Regions from separate parts of the Drosophila melanogaster genome. Here region 1 is linked to region 2. A link is a contact called in public HiChIP or PLAC-seq data. All regions are on one chromosome and are shown on one strand. Each heading gives the region's core, a stretch centred on a gene start, on an enhancer-like site or on the middle of the called end of the contact. The rest is flanking DNA. Distances are from core to core; before and after follow the strand shown.

Region 1 (4,344 bases), core at 491-2,990, 140 kb after region 2:
TGTCCCAGATCTGCAGCTTTACGCGCATGCCCTCGATGTCCACGGTGCGGATCTTAAAGTCCACGCCGATGGTGGTGATGTAACTGCCTGAGAATGTGTCGTCCGAGAACCGGATGAGCAGCGACGACTTGCCCACGCCTGCAGGGGATCAGATGGAAAGATGGAATGGGATTCGTATTACAAAAATGTGATATCGTTACTACACACAAGTAAGCCCATTCGGCATATGACATTGCTGTGGAGCGGGGAGTGTTCTCCTGCTCCGGTTACCGCCGCAGCTGGTCTGCTCGCATATCAAGCTGTATATCCTGCCAGTGCGTCACCATTAGTCATGAGCCTGGTTTTGCCCGAGCCAGACCACCTTTCTCGAAATACGCCCAAATGAATATGTAGATAGCTACGTTAGGAGGAGGACAGGACTGATATAAAGTGCTTTTGCATTTATGATTAAATATATAAAATTAGTACAACCTAACACATGTTGAGTATGCCAAAAACATTGAGTATAGAAACAAGAAGCTGACGAATGTTGAAAGTATTATGGAAACTGAAAACAACATTACTCATACGCCATGTTGGCGTTAGCATTTTAAATGTAACATACATTAATGGTAATCAGATGCAGTAATGCGAAAGGGAGGTGGAGACAACTGCGTTTTTGGCCAGGAAACGGGGACAAATTGCAATTTACACCTGCTATTTTCAACTCGATGCTATTTTTAAGCACCTGGTCTGTGGGAAACGGGAATGCCTGGGAAACTCACCGCTATCGCCGATTATTAGCAACTTGAATAGATGATCGAAGCCGCGTGCCATTTTTCGACGTTTTTTCGCTGTTTTTCTGTGTTTTTCCTTGTTTTTGCAAGTGCTTTTATATTTACAGTTAGGCGCGTCGAACAATGCAAAATATACTTTTGTTTTCTTTTTTTCTGCTGCCTGCTCCCACACTCACACACACAGGAGCACACTCCCTGCGCTTACTCTCTCTCTCTCTCTCTTTCGCACTCTCTCGGAAGCGCCCTCTCTTTCGCCCCAAGCTACGACCCTCTCGCTCGCACTGGTGCAGCCGGCTGAATATCTGAGATAAGCTGTTGTTCTTTCTGGCTGCTGGTCTGTTGTTGTTGTTGTTTTTGCTGCTGTTGCTGATGTTTTTGTTGCTGTGTGATAAGCTATAGTTATTAGTGTTGTTGCGTTGCGAGTTAATTTATGTAAGTGTTGTTGCCGCCGCCTTGTTATTTAATTTCCTTTGATTAGGTAGGTGTGTTTCTCTTTTTTTGGCTCCACTGGTACAATTGTTGCTTTTGCTTTAACAGCGGATTTGCGAAGAGAAATCGAGCGGCAGGCTCATTTCCATCAGATCCAATGGCTTGCTGGCGGATAAGACGGCGATTTGGTGCCGAAAATATTTCAATATAGGCTGGCAAATTTTCGCAAAGCTCGACTCCCTCGCAATCGTGCGTCTCGCTCTCTCCAACACTGTAGCACAGACACAACACACGAACACATACGCACGCACGCACACACACACAGGAGTGAAGCTCTGGCTGACTGTTGAATTTATATTGGGCTTCTCGGCGGTCTCGAACTTTCCAGCTTCCGGGTTGCTCTTGCAGCGCTGAAAGGACGACGATTTGTGGGAATTTGTGGGCGTCGGCGTTGCGGATTAATTCTGGTTAATTCATATTCTGGATAAACTATTGCTAACGCACCCACACTAGAGACGGAACCAAATGCGATGTTTATGCTATCGATAGTTTAGGATAGATAGTACCCCACAAACATCGATTCATTTAGCCGGAGCATAAAGTCGAATTTTTCTGTAACTAAATATGCAATGTGCCCACTCAAAAAATTAAATTAGTTTAATAAATTAATACTGGCAATTTTTTTTAATATCAATATGTATCGATATATTTAGAGAACATTATCGCAAGTGTTGCCGTTTAGCGGGTTGCTAACGTTGCCACCTGTGCATAAACTTTTGGCCATATCCAGCACTTATTTATTATGAATGGCGCGATTTTTAAAAAATCTTCAAATAATCACTTATAAAGCCCATATTATATTAATACCAAAAAAAAAACTAAATATTATATACTTTCATACCGATTTGTAGCGGGTATTAACTAGAAGCAAAACGCTATACTCTTAATGAAAGTGAGTATTCGTAGTTTACAACTTTTGAGAAGTTTTTTCAACATCCAAATAAAATCATTCTAACTTATTTTTCAAATATTTTAATTTTATTTATTTCATTTTAGCGTTCAGATACTGGGATTCTTGATACAGATACTGGATTCAGGGATTCTTAGATCGCTAGTCAAAAAAATGTAATGCTTAGAGTAATTGAAATAATGTAGGCACTGCGAGCTGCTGAAAAGAAAGTCAGATGGGGAAAATAATGTCTACAGCTACTTAAAGTAAATATGTATACAAGTTATTTATACGTGTGGAAAGGAGCACTTACTTAGCTTACTTAACAAAGCAAATAAATGGTAAATGCATCTTATTAGCGAATACCGCTAGGAGAACAGGATTTTAATGGAATTTTATATGTACAAAAGGCGGAAAATAGAGAATAACGGGTGCGAACCAAACGCACGCATTTGGTCCACAACCTAGTCGATGTGATGGTTAATGGAATGTGCAAGTGTTATGTATCGTGATGTTGTCATCTGTTCTCCTAGTCCCTGCGGGTATCCTGCCCACTCAGGATATATCCATATTGATCTTGCCGTGTACATGGATTTGTGCGAGTGTGATCTATTGTAATGTCATCTGTTCTCCTAATCCTTGCGGCTGGCCATGTGGTTGGACAAGCGGTGGCGGGTCCTATTGGCCACACAGGATATATCCATGTTGGCGAGTGAGGAAGGCCTGTTGGCCAAAGTGCGGCGACGTAAGACACGTGGAGCAGGAGTGCTCGGCTCCGGCGAGATGGAGCCCAACAGACGCCTGCCATTCGACGGCGCAGCGGCAGTGGGCGTAAGTTGGCGCCTCTTCGACTCATATTCATCACTATCATATTCATCACTATCGTCATCGCTATCCGACACGTGTCTAGGCGGCGAGACGTATCTAGGGCGCCAGGGACGACGTCCATTCGATGTGGACGGCTCAGTGTTTTCTTGGTTATCAAGTGTCGATGCGGATGTGGATGTGGATGTGGATGTGGATGATGTCGCAGTTGCAGTAGCAGAGCGAAACGAGGTTACTACACTTGAGAGAAATGTTGTTTGCGTTCCCTGTGATTCAAATGTGCGAGTTCCACGATCGGCTAAAGCGCGTGCCCCCGCAGAAGTAGATGGTTGATCATCGGAGAGGGTCACCACGCGACTCTGCACTTTGGTATCGAACGCACGCTGAAAGACGGCATCATCGTCGGAGGAGCCGAAATCATCCCAATGGGAGGGTGATAGCTTCTCTTGAATCTGATCACCATTTAGGTGACCTGGACGTGGGGCTTCGGCCGAGTCGTCCATTGAGCCGGCGTCATCCGAGTCCGATTCGGCAACGGGCACTGCCTCCGGGCTGACGGCTGAGCAAACCTTGCAGACGTAGTTTTGGAGAGTCTTCAACGTGCAAAGGTAATGTGACGGATTGGCGCCACATGAGGTGCAGTACAGCAGCATGGCGGAAGTGTCGGCGCGACCAGAGACCGCAACGCACAACGCGGCCGTACAATTGACATCGCGGCGGTACTGCCCAGCAAAGGCGTCCGGCTCGGTCTCCCAGGAAGCGTCTCTGCGGAATACAAGTACTGGTTAGTTGGGCTTGTTTGCTCCAAATGTAGTAGGTTTTAACTTACTGGTCCAGCACCGCGATGCCCATATAAGCCACCCTGCGGAACACATCTGTGTTGTTGCACAGCGGGCACTTGAAGAAGTAGCCGGACGAGTTGGCGTAGCGCTGCAGGCACCTGCGGTGGAACCATCCATTGCGGCAGCACGGCGCGTATAGGCAGGTCACCACGCTGAAGCGCTCGCCCTTGGCAACCACGTCCTCCGCGCATAGGAGACATTCCTCGTCATTCTTGAACACCGGACGGTTTCGAGGCACCAGCACATGCTGATGGCAGAACGAGTTGTACGTGTCGCAGAACTGGTTCTGGGCCAGATTATCGACGCCGCACTTGGTATGGAAGGTGCGACGGCACCCCGACTTGCAGCACCAAATATTGGCGCCCAAGCGGCGGCAATAGCAACACTTAAGCAAACGGCAGCGGTTGACCTCCGCTTCGATGTCCTCCTTGAGGAAGTTCATGATGCTCAATTTCTTTTCGCCACGCTGGATGAGATTCGAGCTGAGGTACTGCAAGAGGAAGGGAGAACGAGGGGAGTGAGA
Region 2 (4,543 bases), core at 546-3,045:
GGAGCTGCACGGGTCGCACTGGGATTTGGATGCAGGGCCATCCACTAATTGCATCTCAAAAGAGTCCAAACTGAAAACTCACAATGTTACATCGAGAAAGAATGAATTAGAGTTGGTTCTCTCTTGGCAGTTACTTACTTACTGAATCGACAAATATACGTTCTTCCTTTTGTAACTGTGGGAATGATTTTAAATATTCATTTATTTATCAGAGAACTTTAACAATGCTTTTCACTTTTCGAGAAAGAAAGAAGGAAAGGATATGAAATGTGGCTATTGAATCATACGACTCATTTAGATCTAAATTTCAATACCTGACACTGACACTCATTTCTTTCAGTGTATCGCAGCAGCCATAGATTATTTTGCAGCGCTGGTAATAAAGTTAGCGTAACCTCGACAGTGTCAAAGCCAAGGAGCTGGCGACTATTAAACGAGTTTCGCGTACATTTTCTTATGCCACGCAGCCAGACAATGTTAATTGAACTGGCTGCCGTAATAGACACGCACACACACATAGCCGCGAATACACTGTGGGAGAAGCGGATGAATGTGGGTGAATGTGGGCGAAATTGGGCGAGAGTGGGAGGCACGGGCTTTTAGCCAAGTGGCAGGCACTTGATGCTGTTGCTTCTGGCTCGTTTCTGGGCCCCATGAGAAGCTCAGGGCAATTAATTGACTTATTTATTAAGTTTATTGTCTGCCCGGGTATACGTGTACATGTATGCGTATGTGCTTACGCTTACGTTCCTATCTCTCTCACTTCCTGTGTTGCCGTCTCTTTCGCTTGGCAATGTCGCAACAATTTTAGCGTTTTTGTGCGCCATTTTTAATAGCCTCGGACTTGCCCCCGAAGACCAAGTAGCTCCATACTTGTACACATTATGTGTCGTATATATTCTATATACATATATACATTTATATATGTATGTATATGTGTATATATATACATATATATGGGCTATGTGCACATACGGGTGTGCGTTCGCTGCCTCCTTTGCCTTTTCATGTTTGTTGTTGCAACAAATTAGTTGTCATTAGCGTCGAGGGAAATTCTGTTTTAAGATGACTTTTCCAGCCCCTTGGCGGCATATTTTCGCCTTGGTTATTGGATATTTATATGGCCATCGTGCATGAAAGCGGTAATAAAATACTCTCGCCAGCCGGCAAAGAAGACATCCATCCGTTCGCTGATTGAATCTCGGCTTTTTCCATATTGGAATGGGACTTTCGATGGGGAGGGGGAGGGGGGGGATCCGATTGGGAGTGCCACTGGCATTGGGCCACAGGGTTTTGGGCCAAATCAAAATCTGTGTTAATTATTCAGGCACCGCTGGGTGAGCGGCCAAATGAAAAGGCGACCAGAAACCGAAATCTGCGGTCCGTGGTCTTCAATCCGGCCGGAAGTGCGCGCTTTAACTCGCATGCGTGCCGGAGATGGCAGCCGCCGGGGACCGGCGACAGGAAGATGGGTGGGAGGGTCAGAGGTCGGAGGTCGGAGGTCGCTGCTTCCTAGAGAGGAAGTGAAAGTGGAGAAGATTGCAGGCCATACTTTTTATAGCTGCCATTTAGCCCACCCACTTGTATCCGCCATCCACCATCCGCCGGAGCAGCTGAAAAGTTTCTGCCCTCGGCCGATTTCATGCTGTTAGATTATTTATTTGAATTGATGTGCGGCCTGCGGTTCAGTGCGGTTCGCTGCCTGACAAGGATTTATAAGGATACACTGCGATGCGCACACACAACCGCACACACATGTAACCAGCAGCCAAGTGCTGAGAACAAAGCGTTGCCTGCTTTCGGGCGCATTCAAGTTGGCTTAGTCAACAAATTGTTTCTGCAGCCCAAGAAGGCTGACTGGGGGTCACTGCAGACTGCAGGATTCGCAAAAGCCACCAACTAGGGATGGACATGGCAAAACGTTATCCTTTTAAGACGCGATAGTAGTAGCTATGGCTTCATAAGCATTTCTCCAACTTTATGTGCCGCTCCATAAATGTTTTTCAGCTATTTGTTTACCTCGATGAAGTAATCTTGTTTTTCTAATAAAAAAGTTTGTTTTTTTTTATGGTATTTTCTTAAGAATTTTTGCTATTATTAAAAGAATTTTCCAAATATGATAAGATATTCTTTTGATTGAATTGAGAGTACTCAGTACCTAAGCTGCACCCTTTCACTTCATAAATGGTTCTATATATTTCCTATTTCCTAGCATTAGGTGCGATATTTGTTGCCGATATGTGAAGGCATTCACAGCATCTTCTTCTTTTATCCTCTGACATCCCTAAGTTCAATTTTTCGGGTGTTTACTGGTGGCTTTCGCCGCAGTCCGTTTGCTTAGCCACTTGCCGGCATTTTAGCCGCATCGTCGTGGAGCACTCTCCCCTCAAGTGGCTGGCCGGAGTGCAGGGAAAAGGCTTTCGAGTCTTGGCAGTGGCCCAAATGAGTGAAGGATCCCAGATGACAGGACATGCAGGTCCTTACACTCGGGGGCCAGTAATGAACCGAATGGACCCAACGTCACCTCCTCCGATGAGCGGCACTTAAGCCGGGCCAAGCATTTGCCTGCAACCTTTTAAATGGCCATTAAAATTAAAAAACTTTACGCCCCCACTCAGCTCGACTCCTCATCCGGATTGCCACCCATTTGCTTCATTCCTACTGCAACTCTTGCTCCTCTGGCTCCACTTCACATTGGTCCTTCCTTATTTGCCTGGCCTGTCCTGGAACAAGTTGCGGAAAACTCTTTTTATTGCCTGCCACATGGAAACAGTTTTTTGTGTAGTTTGGCAGTTTCTGGCCCCGGGTGGCCATGATGCCAGGTTGCCAGGCAGCCAGGCAGCCAGGTAGCCAGTTTTCCAGGTGGACAGGTGGGCAGGATAGTGGCAGGACCACGCCCACTACAAGCTTGTTTACAGTTTTATTTTGCTGCTGCCGGAGTAGTCATAAATGCTCCCTCCATCTGCAGCACATTCCGGAAAATTGCGAAAATCATTGCGGGCGAGTTTAAAGTTACAGGGCTCGGAAAACTTTTCGCCGACACCTACGGGACCACCCAGCATCCTGTTGTTTTGGCCAGAACTCAAAGCGAAGTCCCATTCGATCCAATTATCAAAGGCATGCATAATAAAAGGGGTTGACGACACTTGGCCGTGTCAGTGGCACTGCCGCAACTGTATTTCAAATTTTTTAGCCACGCACAAAATATGATTACACAGGATAACAGAATGGAAATTGGTAAAATGACCAGGTTTTATGCGTTGAGAACTATGTTTACACATATGGGCCAACTGCATTCTTGGCTTTTGTGTTGCTAACGTGTGTGGTTTTTGGTAGAACACGTTTCCGAGAGAATCACACGTGTCGCATGTTTATGCAATTTGAATAAAAACTGTGGTTTAAGTGGCCAGAGGTTTTTCCACAGCAGCATGCACAAACATTTTACCGACCGTGGTAACTATGTAGATAGTGCGTATGTGAAATGCGACTTGCATTATCCCATTTAAGCGGCGCTCCTCTTTTTGGGGCTGAAATGTCTATCTAATGGAATGTTGGCTTTTAAAGCGTTACAAGAACGGAATAAATACTTCAATAGTCTTTAGGTCTATTTTAGGTAAAGGTGTCTCTTTCTGATTTTTCCTAGCCATCGAGATATATCTTTTTAAAGAAGAATTGGCCAAAAAGTCCTTCGGAAAATAGGTCTGTATCAGCATAATTTGGTGCCGAAATCACTGTCAACGAGTGCCATTTTCATCGGCAAGGCCACTCCGTTTTCCTAAGCGGCTCTTTCTGGGTCAAAGGCTGATTAAGTACCGTTATCGTTGCCGCATATCCGGATGCCAGATACTTTTCCGCTCTTCACTCTGCCAGAGAGCCAGTGGCAGACATTTGGCAGAACTCGCTGCGAGTCCTTTGGCCCCTTCGCAGTGGCTCCCATTCCTTTGGCCTGCGCTTCAAGTGGCTCAAGTGGCCCAGTGTGTGTGTGTGTGTGTGTGTTAGTGTGCGTAAGTCTGTGATTGTGAGCGTACATTAATCAGATTATTTATTTTTGCCATGAACTTATGGCAATTTCTGTTGCCTCTTTACGGCCCCCATCAAGTGTGGGCTATGCGCAAGGACAAGGGCAGTGCAGACCTGAACGATTGACAATTGCCATTAAAGGCTGTTTTCAGAGCACTTTACGTCGCTCATACGCTCCGTGGGCCGAAAGGAAATACACATTTTCCCAGCAGCTCGCAAGTGAGTGCGCCTGCACATGAGGCAGCCTAGATAACAATCCGTACAAACAAGTTCTACGATCTTCAATTGAACTCTCGATTCTTAGGGGGCATATGTAAATATTAAAATTTCTTTTAAGATTATGCAACATTTTTCGTTCGATTTTCTAAATTGTGTATAATGAATTTGTGTTAGCATTTTGGATGCTCTGTTTGCTAGCTCTACGCAGGTGAGTGAATGTTGAGCTTGCCTAGGAGAGCGATAAACCCTGATTAAAGCATTTCATTCATTACATTTGCTCGCCGAAATGCTGTGTGTTATTTTC

Evidence for each region. HiChIP or PLAC-seq counts read pairs in DNA pulled down with a chosen protein or histone mark.
Region 1: a contact with region 2 is called in an H3K27ac HiChIP or PLAC-seq map of the Kc167 cell line, with 5 times the contacts expected there. The contact joins the promoter of Rab35 here to the enhancer-like site in region 2. A contact is called at or near these places in 19 of 107 Hi-C or Micro-C datasets (the Kc167 cell line, the ML-DmBG3-c2 cell line, the PNm cell line and 5 more) and 1 of 6 datasets of contacts at active chromatin or transcription factors (the Kc167 cell line).

The regions. Positions count from the first base shown.
Region 1 is chrX:20,158,132-20,162,475 of dm6, forward strand. Rab35 (Rab35,) reads right to left here and starts at 1,741. Exons shown (of 3, transcript NM_001272810.1): 1 at 765-1,741; 2 at 1-138. The coding sequence starts at 816. Phf7 (PHD finger protein 7) reads right to left here. Exons shown (of 4, transcript NM_001272812.1): 3 at 3,809-4,311; 4 at 2,224-3,744. The coding sequence ends at 2,787.
Region 2 is chrX:20,018,281-20,022,823 of dm6, forward strand. The region is part of intron 3 of Dop2R (Dopamine 2-like receptor); the gene reads right to left. Among named protein-coding and RNA genes, the nearest start is that of tRNA:Pro-CGG-1-1, 4.5 kb to the right of the region's middle. Within about 2 kb of position 1,796, at least 3 of the 39 cell types and tissues checked have an H3K27ac peak or open chromatin away from gene starts, as enhancers often do. A contact at or near this core is called in the Kc167 cell line, where this site is marked.